Linked DNA regions of Mus musculus: region 2 is linked to region 1. Evidence: chromatin contacts called from public Hi-C data. All regions are on one chromosome and are shown on one strand. Each heading gives the region's core, a stretch centred on a gene start, on an enhancer-like site or on the middle of the called end of the contact. The rest is flanking DNA. Distances are from core to core; before and after follow the strand shown.

Region 1 (6,170 bases), core at 3,533-6,032:
GAGACAGTTCTGAGATGACATCCTTGATCTGGAACAGAACCACAGAACCAATATTTCTGGAATTGTCTATTTAATAATTTCAGAATCCTTGCCTCAAAGACCTGACAACATAGACGTACAAAGGTTAAGGAGAGAGCAGCATACAGTCAAGAACACTGAAGTCATTTGTAGTAGATAGTTCAAAAGGCAGCCACTGGAGAGCACAGAGACGACCCACGAATGCCTTCAAGCTCCATGGCAACACATCAGTAGCACCTGAGCATGGGTAAACACAACGTTCAATGTTTGTTTACTGCAGAGAGGTTTCCTAGCATAATAAAACACAAGAATTCATAAGTAGTTTGGCTTTGCAAACCCAGTGTTTTCTCTTTTTGTTTTAGTTAAGAGAGTCATCAAAAAACAGGTCAGAAAACCAGCTGTCTCCCTTTCTTAAGCCCAAGATTGTCTCTGAGGAGCTGAGCATGTTCTAGGTGGGTTCCTAAATGGCATGCGACTGAGTACCACTGTCCTGCCTCCAAGATAAACTGACACCGAGCCACCTTTGTTGTGTTGCCATCAGCATACATTTGGGAATCATTAACTATAGTGCTGCATACAAAATAAGACTTTCATCACCAAACAGATTTCAGCAAGTCAGAATTGAATATCTTACAGGAATAGCCATGGAGATGGCATGTTCCTATTCTCCTTGCCATCCCTGGGAATAACAGTGGTTTGTGTGGAGAACTTCTTAATCCCCACAGTAAGCTACCATTCATTGTTACTTTATAACAAACTAGAAATTATGCCAACTAATTGGTGAAGATATCCAACTATTAAAAGGTCTGGTTGGGTTTTAAGTGTCAGTTGGCTTTGAACGTATTAGAGCCCTCGGAGTAGCACCTAAACTCAGTAGGCTCTCCCAGTATTTTATGTGGAAGGGATGGGGGTTGGGGGGAGATCAGGTTTTGAAAGTATATTTGTACTCAGGACCAATTTATCATGTGACAAGTACTAATATGTGGAAAATGTGTTTTAGACTACAATGGGCAAACATGCTCCTGTGATTGAAAGCACACAAACTCCCCAAGCCTGTGAGTGAGTTAATCTGGTTCCCTGACATACACAGAAACAACACTGCTATAAGTCAGTAATGGTTCCTTATAGCCGTGGGTCATGACCTTCCTAATGTCTCGACCCTTTAAGACAGTTCTGGCTCTCAATCATTGTTGCTACTTCATAACTATAATTTTGCTATTATGAATTTTAATGTAAATATCTGTTATACAGGATATCTGATATATGCCTCTCATGAAAGGCTCAAACCCAAAAGCGTAGTGACCTGCCAGTTGAGAATTCTGCCTTAAAGAGTTATGTCGTATCTGATGAATCCATCACATAGATTCAATTTACAACAGACAAATATTTGGATATCTGTGTCTTGAACTCTGGCCTGAATTATCTCATGTCCACTTGTTAGTCAAGATAATGTGTGTCACAGTAAACACTATAAACACAAAGTAAACAGGAAAGAAGCCACGTGACTGATGAATAACTCCTCCAAAATTTATTTCTACAGACAATTAACTATTTCACACACAACTAATATGGCAATTTTTATTATTTTATAATTTATCTTGTTTCAAAATGTCTGAAAGCTGAAGTCCTAGGTATGAGATAACTGCACCTTTTTACTCATTTTAGACTAAGAAACTGTGTCACTCAAAATTTAATGTGTATGAGCAGAGTTGCCATAGAATAAGATATAAGCTTCTTCCAATATTAATGTGTACATTGGACAAAATCTAAAATGTAAAGCCTTTACTTTTCCTTAGGTTCCATAAAGAATGTGTACAATTAAGAGGGGAATATCTTCTCACTATCTTAAAAGTGGCATTTCAGTTGTACACTATAGAAGGGGTATTTTGGGTTTTGTTTCACTTTTTATTACTGTTATTTACTTCTTTCTGTGTGAGACGGGAGGTCACACACATGCTATTGCCCATGTATAGAGGCTAAGGGCCACATGAGGGAGTTGGTTCTGTCATATGAGTCTTGGAGGTTTCACTTAGGGTGTCAGACAAGACAGTAAGTGACTTTATGCACTGAGCTATACACAGGAATTTTAATAAACTCATTTGAACCACAGGGATCACAGTTTGTGATAAACCTTTTAGCCTTCACAATAAACATGGGATTTTTCTAAAACTCCTACAGGACGGGAAGAAGATAAGGTTTCTTTCTGGAAAACCCTCATCTGTATGTACACTAACAAGCTCGGTGAATTCAGCCTAATACACAATTATGTCTAGCAATGGTGGTATCTAAATAATACATTTGGAGGAATTTATTATTGAACTAATTAGAACTTTTACATGTGTATCTCAATCAAGTAAACACAAATCACATTAAAAAATAATTTAAATGAAGTGTTTACTGAGATGGAAGAATAAACCTTTTTCCAAGATTATTAACAGAAACCAACTTTCCGTTGGAACGCGTCAAGAGCCTCTCAAACACTGAAGCCGGAGAAGTTGCTCAGTGTTTAAGGGCACAAATTGTCCCTGCAAAGGACCCAAGTTTCATTCCTAGCACCCACATCAGGCAGTGCACAACTGGAAGTCTGGCCTCAAGGCGCCAACCCCTCTCTTGCCTCCTTGTGCACATACACTGACACATAACTAGATAACCAAAACGTACTACTCTAAAACAAATCTCAAGAACAAATGTTTAGTGTATATGCTATACACTTTAGAATGATTCATTCCTTATGTTGATTTTACTTCTTTAAATTGCTAATAAGTGTTTTTATTTTTATTTTTTCAGGGAAAAGGCATGAGACAAGGTGATATATACACAGCAATTATTCTCCCAACCTCACAGCAAGGGGAAACCCCAGGCTGGCCACACTTGTGTATCGCTATGCCTCACTGACCTAGAGCTCCCTCAGAGTGGCTCGTTTTCTCTTTCCTATTCGTGTTATTATAGCCAAAGCAGAGAAATCCTCCCATGAACGAGCTCCTGGAAGAAAGGCCTTAAAGTGTGTTTAATCTTCACAACAGCAGAGGTTACACAGAACACGCTGGCCGGTGAATCTTGAGGTCCAAGCATGTTGCGAGTGCATCTAAACTCTGGACGAGTGCAGAAAGGAATGAAAGAAAGAAACCAGGTGAGGGTTCAGAACAACTGTTAAGACAAACAATAAAGAGGCATAATTCCTACAGTCACCGAAACACAGGGTGGCCCCTTTCAATTCTCATCTCACTTAAGCAGCAAATGATTGCTTATTCTCCATAGGTCCCAAATGTTTTTGTGTTATTTATATACACATAAATGTATTGTTTAATATTAAAAAAATTAATTTGGAACTCAGTGCTTTCTCTTATGGTCCTAACACTGACAAATAAAAGCATATTGGATACTATAAAACTACCAGGAAGTTCTTGAAATGTGGGGAACGTTTGCTAGGATGTATGCAGTGCAAACCTCAGATGAACTGTTTTGGCAAAATGATACTGAAAAAGAGATGAAACGAAGTATACACCAAGAAAACTTCCATTCTTACATCAGCAAAACAATGACTAATAAAGCCACAGGGATGGGTGGTGTGTGATGGAGGGAAGACTTAGAACAGCCCCTGAGACCTGTGGCCCAAGCCAAGATTTGCTGAGCCATTTGGAACAAAGACAACAGAACTAGTTTCTCTGATATTCTTTGTCTAGAAAGTTAAGTAGCTGAAGGTCCTTTATAGATCTAACAGCTATGAGTATGATTTGCTTGATTCTGTCAGCAGTCACCGTAAAGCACGAGTTTCAGAAGAAGCATTTACCACAGGACAGTTAAGACAAACAGTATAGTCACAAAACAAGAAAAATAATGCTTCCAGCTGTATGTTTTAATCCATTTTTAGTTCGGGTAAACTTACTCTATCACAATTAGATTTTTATTACAGATAATCTGCATAGATTTGGGGATAATAAATGTATAATTAAAAGCAACTCATGCCGGGCAGTGGTGGAGCACGCCTTTAATCCCAGCACTTGGGAAGCAGAGGCAGGCAGATTTCTGAGTTCAAGGCCAGCCTTGTCTACACAGTGTGTTCCAGGACCGCGAGGGCTATAAGAGAAACCCTGTCTTGAAAAAAGAAATAAAGAAATAAAGAAAAAATGTAACTCATATCCAAGAATTTAAGGCCGTGCACGCAATACAAAATGCAACATTTGTTCCCCTTAAAGTCAAACAAACAGAAACCAACAACAAATTCTGAAGCCTATAATAATTTCCAAAGGCAATGGGAAAGCTTCAGGGAGTTTTGTTGTTTATCTGATCTAAAGTTTTACAGCATCATAGTAATGACCTTAAGACAGAGATGATTAAGAAATGATATTTAGACGACTAAGATAAGATGATGGGGTGATTGAGAGGAAAATTTCAGGCCACCATATAAAAGATGTATCCCATATAACTTACCAGCAAGGCTAACGTAACATTTAATCTGTAAGTCACAGGGAACTGAAGAATAAAAGGTTACTACACTTGGGAATTTCACTTAGGGACAAGTGTGAAAGTGACTAGATTCTTAACCAAGCAACTTCACAAGGTTTCCTAGTCTTGCCTGAAAACTGGAGAGGAATTTTCCCTGTCCAGATGGGCACTGCAGAAGGCTCCACTCCAACCCCTGTGCTGCACGTTCCCTGTTACCACAAGGGGGCGCCAGGCCTAGAGAACTTTCATCGCATCCTCAAAGATCCCATCTGTAGAGACCTGGCCTTTTCCAAAGAGGCCCGCCCACGGGATAGAAAGGAGGAAATGAGACATAGCTGTGCTGCTTCTTCTCTTTCCGTTGCCAGGCACGACTGTGGAGGCGTTTGGGGAATGAGTCTGGTGTTTTTTGGAGTCACTCCTGGAAGCCTCGGACTTGCTTCTCTAATCCTTGGAACAACTCTGGAAGCACCTATTTCCCTACTTTACACTATTCTATAATTATCACGGTAGAGGTTTCCTGTTGACTCTAGGGGAACCCTGATCAATTAAGAAAGTATTTCAAAGAATATTTTCTATACTAGCATGGCTAGGCCATTACCTAACCAATGTATTTTTCTTCAATAGTAGCAGTAGTAGTAGTGGTGGTAGTAGGAGTAGCAGTAGTAGTAATGTCTCTCACAAGTCAATGTTCTTAAAATTGAGTCTAGTTAAATGTTGACCATAATTACAATGCTTCTCCCCAATTAAAATTAAAGATATCCTGAAGTAGCTTAGACGGCTTACATACCTGCTACCGCTGCGTCGAGCTCGTCATCGAAGGAATCCTGAGAGCTGAAGTCTCTCAGGGGAGACAGTGGATATGATGTGTTGAGATTCAAGCCCAGCATGAAGTTATGCACCTTTCCGGCACGTCCTTCTCGGGTATTGAATAAAGCCGAGTCGCTCACCAAGGCCATTAGCATCCGATGGACCCAACTTGCTTGGTTGTCGCTTTGGTACTCTTTTTCAGCTTCTTCATTCTCGGTGCCTGAAGGGGAGGAACATGCCACATGCCAAATATTTACACACGTGCCAAAATGTACAGGTTTTGGCTATTATTAGCTTTGTTAATCATCAAAATTAAAACTAAAGTTCTAGGGCTTTTGTGCAATAAAATAAAATAATATAACAGAATATAAATGCCCAGTCGTTTTTTGTTTTCAAGTCCTCATAGTTACCTTTTACCTACACACAAGGTCAGTCTATATTCTTCACTGAAACCTCTGGATCTATTTAAATTTTTCACATAAAAATTTTTCTTCCTTCTCCCTCTCCCTAGCTCTCTTTCATCCAACACACACACACAACACAGACACACACTGAGAGTCCATATTACTTCATACTACCACCTATGTTTTCTAATTTTTCCTAAGAGTCCATATCCTGCTTAATAAACATCCAAGAATTACACAAAGCTAGGCAGGACAGCAGACCCACCATCTGACTGCTGATAAATAAACACTCTCATGCATCGATCTTATGACCTGCTTATAAAGTCTGGGGATTTAAAACTCTGTAATTTAAACAAATGATATAAAGTGTTTTAAAATTCACCAGTGGTCCAGAGAAGCAATGACAAATGATTTCCTCCTCGCAAACTATGCCCAGATCAACTCTAGGGGAGGGCTCATTCTGTGTTCTAATCCTCTCCACGTTTAGTGAGTTTG
Region 2 (6,918 bases), core at 3,698-6,197, 170 kb after region 1:
TCATGGTCCACTCCATATTGGCTGTGCAGCTGTAGGTGCTTGTCACAGTGCAGCAGGGTGAAGAAACAAGCCTACTGAAGATTGCCACTCTTCAACCTTCTTGTCCAAGATCTCCTTCATGAGCTTGTAGAGATTCTCAAACTTTAGCTTGCTCTCCTCCATTTTCTTTTCTTCCTTATCTTCTTGTAGCACCAGGACCTCCTTAGTCACTCAGATCAGGCTCTTTCCATCAAAATCCTTGAACTGCTGTACATAGTACTTATCAATAGGTTCAGTCATGAACACCTTTTCAACACCCCACTTCCACACACACTTCACAAAGGTAGAGTTGGCCACTTGCTCTTTGCCCTCAGCAGTGATATAGTAGATGAAGTTCTGTGTCCTTCATTTGAGACACATACTCTGACAGGGAAGTCATCTTATCTCCAGACTGAAAGGTATGATAGTGAAGGAACTCAAGACAGGTGGCAATGGTCAGTGGACTCTTACTCAGAGAAGAGCTCAAGGCATGTATTCACAAAATTTTGCAGAGGACTTCAGGGTTTTGCTTTGCTGGAACATTTCTTGGGAGATATTCATGGACAGGTCCTCAGAGTCAACTACAGCATGGATAAATCTGAGGTATTGAGGTAACAGCTCATTACAGCTATCCATGATGAATACATGGTGGACATACAGTTTGATGTTGTTCTTCTTATTGTTTTTCTAAAATAGGTCAATGGGAGCTTACTGGGGAATGAAGAGTGATATCCTGAATCCCAACTGACTCTCTACAGAAAAGTGTTTGATTGCCAAGTGGTCTTCCCAATCATGAGGCTCTTATAGAATTCACCATGTTTCTCTTGAGTGATATCATCTGGGTTTCTGGTCCAAATAGGCTTCGTCTTATTCAGCTCTTACTGATCAATGTATTTCTTCTTCATTTTCTTTTTCTTGTCTTTACCACTATCATCCTCCTTTGACCTCACATCTTCAATCTTAGGTTTCTCTACATCATTCTTATCTCCTCTTTCTTAGCTTTTTCTTCCTCTGCCTCATCATCAGTGATCTTCTCTTGCTTTTCTCCAAGTAGAGGGTAATGGGATAGCCTGGTAACTATGATCTGCAAGATTTTCTTCCCCACTTCTTTGGCTCTCCTCTCCTCTAAATATTCTGTTTGGTCTTTGAGGTGAAGGACCACTTTGGTTTCCTGGCCAATAGGCTCATTGTGGTCTGCATGAACTGTGAAGGATCCACCAGCAGACTTCCAGGTATAATGCTCATCATCACTGTGCTTTGTGATCACCACCATTTTCTCTGCTACTAGAGGGTGAATAGAATCTAACACTAAACTGTACAATCATGGAGATACCTGCACCAGCCTGGAGAGCCTCCAAGAATTCCTTTGTACCAAACTTAGCAATGGTTTCCAAGAAATTTATGAGGTCAGCCTTGGTCATACTAATGTCTGTGTCCACCAAAGTCAGTGTGTGCTCCTAAGGGTTAAGGATGTTGTCAATTTTCAGTTCTTCTCCTCTGTCTAACTTGGAAGGGTCCCTTAGACTCCCAAACCAAATCTTTTCCAAAACATCAGAAGCATTAGAGATCAATTCCCAAAGAAAAATTTCCTTGTTTGATGAATAGTGAGTATTGATGATAAGGGACATGAGCTGGGTGATTTCTTTCTGAAAGGCAAAGGTCTCCACTTCTTCCTCTCCATGGTGCACTGCCTCAGGCATCTTGACAGGAAAGCCAAGATCAGGGAGTACCCAGACCATGTCCTGCTCACACAGTAAACCTAGGCTGTGTGGGGGTGACTCAAGAGAACTGACATGGAAACTTCTAATAAGGATTTCAGTACAAAATGTACTGAAACATCCAGAAGACTGAACCAGTGCTTGAAGAACTGCTGGTTCAGTTCCAGGATGAGTTGAGGACAAGAGTTGGTATTTTTGGAGCTAAGGGGGAACAGAGCATGAGAGAGACCTGTACAGGATTACCATGCTTTATGCAGTCTTAGTACCCTGAGGTCATCTTCCCTGATGGACTTCAACATATTACCCAAAGGAGACCAGACTGTACTTGGAATAGACCCATCTGTATTTCAGGTTCTCCTCTCATTTATGTCCAGGTCATAAAGCTCTTTGTTCAAGCATGGGATACAATAGCCTTAAGAAGCACAGAATTCTCTCCAGGGACCCTAGCCCTAAAGTTCCAGGCTCAAAAGTATTGCTTGTGTCTACCATCAAGTTTTTATTTGCAGTGTTCAAGATGTTGATGATGATTTATTGGGAAATATACCTTTGGCAAAGGTTGGTAATCTTCAAAGGGAAAGGCATGGACTATGCAGTCTAATAGACCCACTATACAGCATGAATCCAAGAAACACGGAAATTGAAGTATTTACAGAAGATTATTCATGTTATGTTATAGAACTTTTTTATGTAAAAGTTATCACATGTCATTGAGATAGGTTTATCAGTTGTGAAATACACTTACCTGCAAACATCCTTATTTCATTTTTTAATAAGTTGAATCATATTCCATAGTGGATATGAACCACATTTTGTTATCAATATGTTGGCTGAAAGACATTTAGGTTGTTTTTATTTCCTAGCTATTGAAATAGAGCAACAATGAACCTGGCTGAGCAAGTATTTCTGGGGTAGGATATCCAGTCCTTTGGAGCTATGCCAAGGTTATTTTTAGAATTTTGTGAATTCTCCACACTGATTTTGAGAGTTTGCAATTCCACCAACAGTGAACAATGATTCCCTTTTCCCCACAAATCCTTCGGGATCTGTTGTTAGTAGTTTTGTTGAGTATTACCCTTCTGTTGCAGTGAGATGACCCTCAGATGGGAATACATTTCTTAGAGGAACTACAGACATCAGGTAAGTAAAAAGAGACCATTGCTAGGGTCAGAAGTTTGGGGAGCAATTGAGAGGAGAACAGAAGGATATCATGGATCTGATAAGAGAAATAGAAAATGGCGGGGGGTGTCTCTTGTTAAAGGAGGGAAATACATACAAAAGAAGATAAAATAACAGTAAGCATGTCTCAAAAAGACATAAGGAATAATGCTATTAGCAAAAACCACTAATACATGTACATTCATGTACAAATAAACATATATAATTTAAATAAAATGTTCTAATCTGGACTGACACTGCTCCTTCAAAAAGCCAAAGACCAGCTTACAAAAACTCCAATACCTGGCATAAGAATTCCTCTTCTGAGTTGCTCTGGGTTGCCCAAGAGACTCCAAAACATTGCAGGCTACCAATATTGCCCTTGGTTTTTCAACACAGGTAGAACAACAAAGGTTCTTTATTGTAGAAACACCACACACTTCAGACATAGGGTCCAGGGGCCCCTGAGATGAGCTGACCTGTAAGCCTCCTCCCTGGGGAGTAGATTTTATGGTACTAGATGGCACCTTGAAAGCTTCAAAAAAAAAAAAAAACAATCGACAGTCTTGGCCAGAATTGATGCCTACTAGCCACAGCAATGATCAACAGGGCATCAAAACCTATATCTTGACAGGAACCAACAGCTCTCTAATTTGACTTAAGAACCACTCAACAAGAGGTAAATCATGCCTGGTAATGGAAACCTAGCTGTAGGCTTAGATTTTTCTCTAAATCTACTTTATTTAGGGTTCTTGAACACTTCAACCTCCCTTCTAGTTCAGCGACTGAAAAAGAAGGTTCATAAGAACAGGGTTTGGTGGGCCAGTTTAGAAGTAGTTCTTTGGCAGTGATTTCACTCTTCAGTGTCAGGATACCAGCAGTCCAGTCCAATAGCAAACAACAAACATGAATCAGTAGCAGTCCTCTATCCAGCAGAAACTACAAGCCCTGCCCAGCCCCCTCCACCGAATCAGCATGAGTCAGCGGAATCAGCCAGAATACCAAGAGAAGGACTTTGGCACATTTCTTTCTGCAAAGTGAAGACCAGGGAAAACCAAGGAAGACCAGCAAAGTGTTGCAGGAGAGACAAGGGGCCAGACATGATAAGACTTGGATAGGACTATGCCTTACTCCCAGTGACACAGGGCAATCACATTTTTTATTGAGAGGTAGCTTAGCACAACAATCACTCATTATAGGCATAGAATCCAGAGTTTGTCACACATCTGAGGTCACTGCTGTCCATCACAGGAAGTCCTCCCTTTCCATTCTACAATCACTCTATTCTTTCTTCATTTTTCCTTTTCTTTTCTCCTTTTCTATCTATGTCTTTTATTTATTTCTCTATTGATTGATTAAGAGTTTTGTGTTTGTTTTGAAACAGGGTGTTACTCTGTGTCCCTAAATGGCCTGGGACTCAGAAACTCAGGCTAGCCACCAACTCAAGGAGATCCTCCCGCACAAATTTGCTTAATGGCAGGATTACATAATTACCTGATTACATAATGTAAGTTGCCAAGCCAACCTCTATAACAGTCATTTTCCACTGGCACCTGTAGCACTGAGGTGTTACCTGTCTTTTTGACCTTTTATAAATACTTCTTTAAAGTTATGATAGATTGAAAGGGTTATATCTTGTCTGCTATGTTTCTTGTGTGACTGCCTCATGACAAATGACAGAGGTCAACGAAGCTATAATTTGTCTTGGTGGTGGTATCTTACCAGTGTGTTTTTGTAAACTGAGGCATGGGGGTGGAGATGAGTCACTGCAGTCATAAAATTAGTGAGTCCCTGGAAGGAAAGGATCATGCAGGGCATGATGCTGAGTCTTCATGCCCTTGTTCTGTGTTGCCACTCACTGTTTAGACTTTCCTTCCTATCAGAGTTCTCCCCGATGGAAACAGCCCAGGGGAGGAAATCCCTGTGTTTGTAGACTCATTTTGGAAAAGAAAGCTTTGTATGTTTGTGTTTGATAACACTGTTATAGTTACTAAACCATCGGCTCATGGTTCTGGAATCCTGTGGAATTCCAATGTGCACTAACAGCCCGCTCTGTTCTATCTTCTCTTCTGGTCAGACTGCTCTGGGGTAGCAGAAGTTAGTCAGTGACTTCCCTCGTCCTCCAGTCTAGCCCACATGGAATTCCAGTATCAGTGGGTGTGGACGGGTAACAGGGAGCTGCATTTTTTCCTCTCTATAAGCTGTTTTACAAATGCCCATATAGACATGCAAGAGGACCAACCAGAGAGAAAAATATCAAAACCTAGGAAAGGGTTGAAACTGATCACTTCAGGAGAATTCTCTTACTAAGGTCTAAAGTTGGACTTGATTGTTTTCTCTGTCAACTTTTGTGTCATCTCTGAAGGATTGTCCACCCCAGGGGAGTAGGTTTTTGATGGCTATGGCAGATGACTACTAGAACCAGTGAGTCTCACTGCTAGGCAAGGGTATCCTAAATCTGAATAGAAAGCAAGGAAAATATAAAGTGTACATTTCAATAAACTATTTTCTTTATAAATTTATTTATTCTACATGTGTATGGCTATACATGCATACCACAACCTGTGTGTGGAGGTGGGAGGACAATCATCAGGAGTTCCTTCCATCTTTGAACCCCAGGAATTAAATTCAAGTTGCGCATCAGCCTTGACAGCAAGTACCACCACATACTAACCATCTTGATGACCCTCAATGCTTTATTTAGGTAACCGATTGACTGATTTTCACTCTCTTGTTTGTGTTTCTTAGATGATTTTGCAATTTTACAAGATAATACAAGATATTTTTACATCTTGTTGTCATCAGCTCTATTTTCAAGTAGCTCATAGAATGGCTAAGCTAAATTAACCTCACAGCCAGAGAACAGCTATGGTAGTTGGAATGAAAATGGCCACCATAGGTCCACAGAGAGTGACACTAAATATGACCTTGTTGAAATTGGTGTGGCCTTGTTGGAGAAAGTATGTTTCCTTCAATTCTTCTGCATGCCAGATATAGAACTCTCAGCTCCTCCTCAAGATGCCAGCCTACTGCAGTGATGATAATGAACTAAATCTCTGAAAATGTAATCCAGGTCCAACTAAGTGTTTTCTGTTCTAAGAATTGCCATTGCCGATCCCTTTAGCTCCGTGGGTACTTTCTCTAGCTCCTCCATTGGGAGCCCTGTGATCCATCCAATAGCTGACTGTGAGCCAGTACCCCGGAGCTCTTGACTCTAGCTGCATATGTATCAAAAGATGGCCTAGTCGGCCATCACTGGAAAGAGAGGCCCATTGGACACCCAAACTGTATATGCCCCAGTACAGGGGGACGCCAGGGCCAAAAAAATGGGAATGGGTGGGTAGGGAAGTAGGGGGGAGGGTATGGGGACTTTTGGGATAGCATTGGAAATGTAATTGAGGAAAATATGTAATAAAAACTATTAAAAAAAGAAAGTAAAAGCACACAAAAAAGATGCTGTTAAAAGAGTGAACATGAGGAGAAAGAAAAGGATACTTAAAAAAAAAAAAAAAGAAGAATTGCCATTGCCATGGTTTGTCTTGAGAGCCACAGAAACCCTAACTAAAACAACAACATAATTATTAAACTTTCATATCCAAACAGATTAAGTCCAACTCCCCACCCCTTTGAGACAAAGTCTCACTTTGTAACTCTGATGGCTTGGAACTTGCTATGCAGACCAGTTAGCCTAAAACTCCCAGAGATCTGACTGTTGCTGTCTTCTAAGTACTAGGATTAAAGGGGTGCATAGAATTGATAGCTTATAATACGTTTGTATACAGATATACAGCACAGATAACCTGCCATAAAGAGAATTGTAATGAACTATACTGTACCTTACATTTCAGAAGAACAATAAAAGTTCCTCCTTTCATTCTCTCTTAAGAAGCCCATTCCTTGGCTGGAATTAGAGCCTACTTCTTCCAGATTCTGGTGTATACTGAAGAGCATCTGAGATAACCAGCCTCATAAACTAAACAACTACTGGGTTTTTAAATCTTCCATTGGTAGACAGCCATTAAATTAG

The links. A called contact is a pair of places that touch in the nucleus more often than the background predicts.
Region 2: a contact with region 1 is called in a Hi-C map of adipose-derived mesenchymal stem cells, with 2.4 times the contacts expected there. The contact joins two enhancer-like sites. A contact is called at or near these places in 6 of 484 Hi-C or Micro-C datasets (adipose-derived mesenchymal stem cells, cerebral cortex, embryonic stem cells and 3 more) and 3 of 115 datasets of contacts at active chromatin or transcription factors (bone marrow-derived dendritic cells, heart atrium and pancreatic cancer cells).

The regions. Positions count from the first base shown.
Region 1 is chr1:149,852,194-149,858,363 of GRCm38.p6, forward strand. Pla2g4a (phospholipase A2, group IVA (cytosolic, calcium-dependent)) reads right to left here. Exons shown (of 18, transcript NM_008869.4): 14 at 5,252-5,491. Among named protein-coding and RNA genes, the nearest start is that of Pla2g4a, 110 kb to the right of the region's middle. Within about 2 kb of position 4,783, at least 60 of the 459 cell types and tissues checked have an H3K27ac peak or open chromatin away from gene starts, as enhancers often do. A contact at or near this core is called in adipose-derived mesenchymal stem cells and pancreatic cancer cells, where this site is marked.
Region 2 is chr1:150,022,539-150,029,456 of GRCm38.p6, forward strand. It overlaps the pseudogene Gm19136. Among named protein-coding and RNA genes, the nearest start is that of Pla2g4a, 65 kb to the left of the region's middle. Within about 2 kb of position 4,948, at least 36 of the 459 cell types and tissues checked have an H3K27ac peak or open chromatin away from gene starts, as enhancers often do. A contact at or near this core is called in adipose-derived mesenchymal stem cells and pancreatic cancer cells, where this site is marked.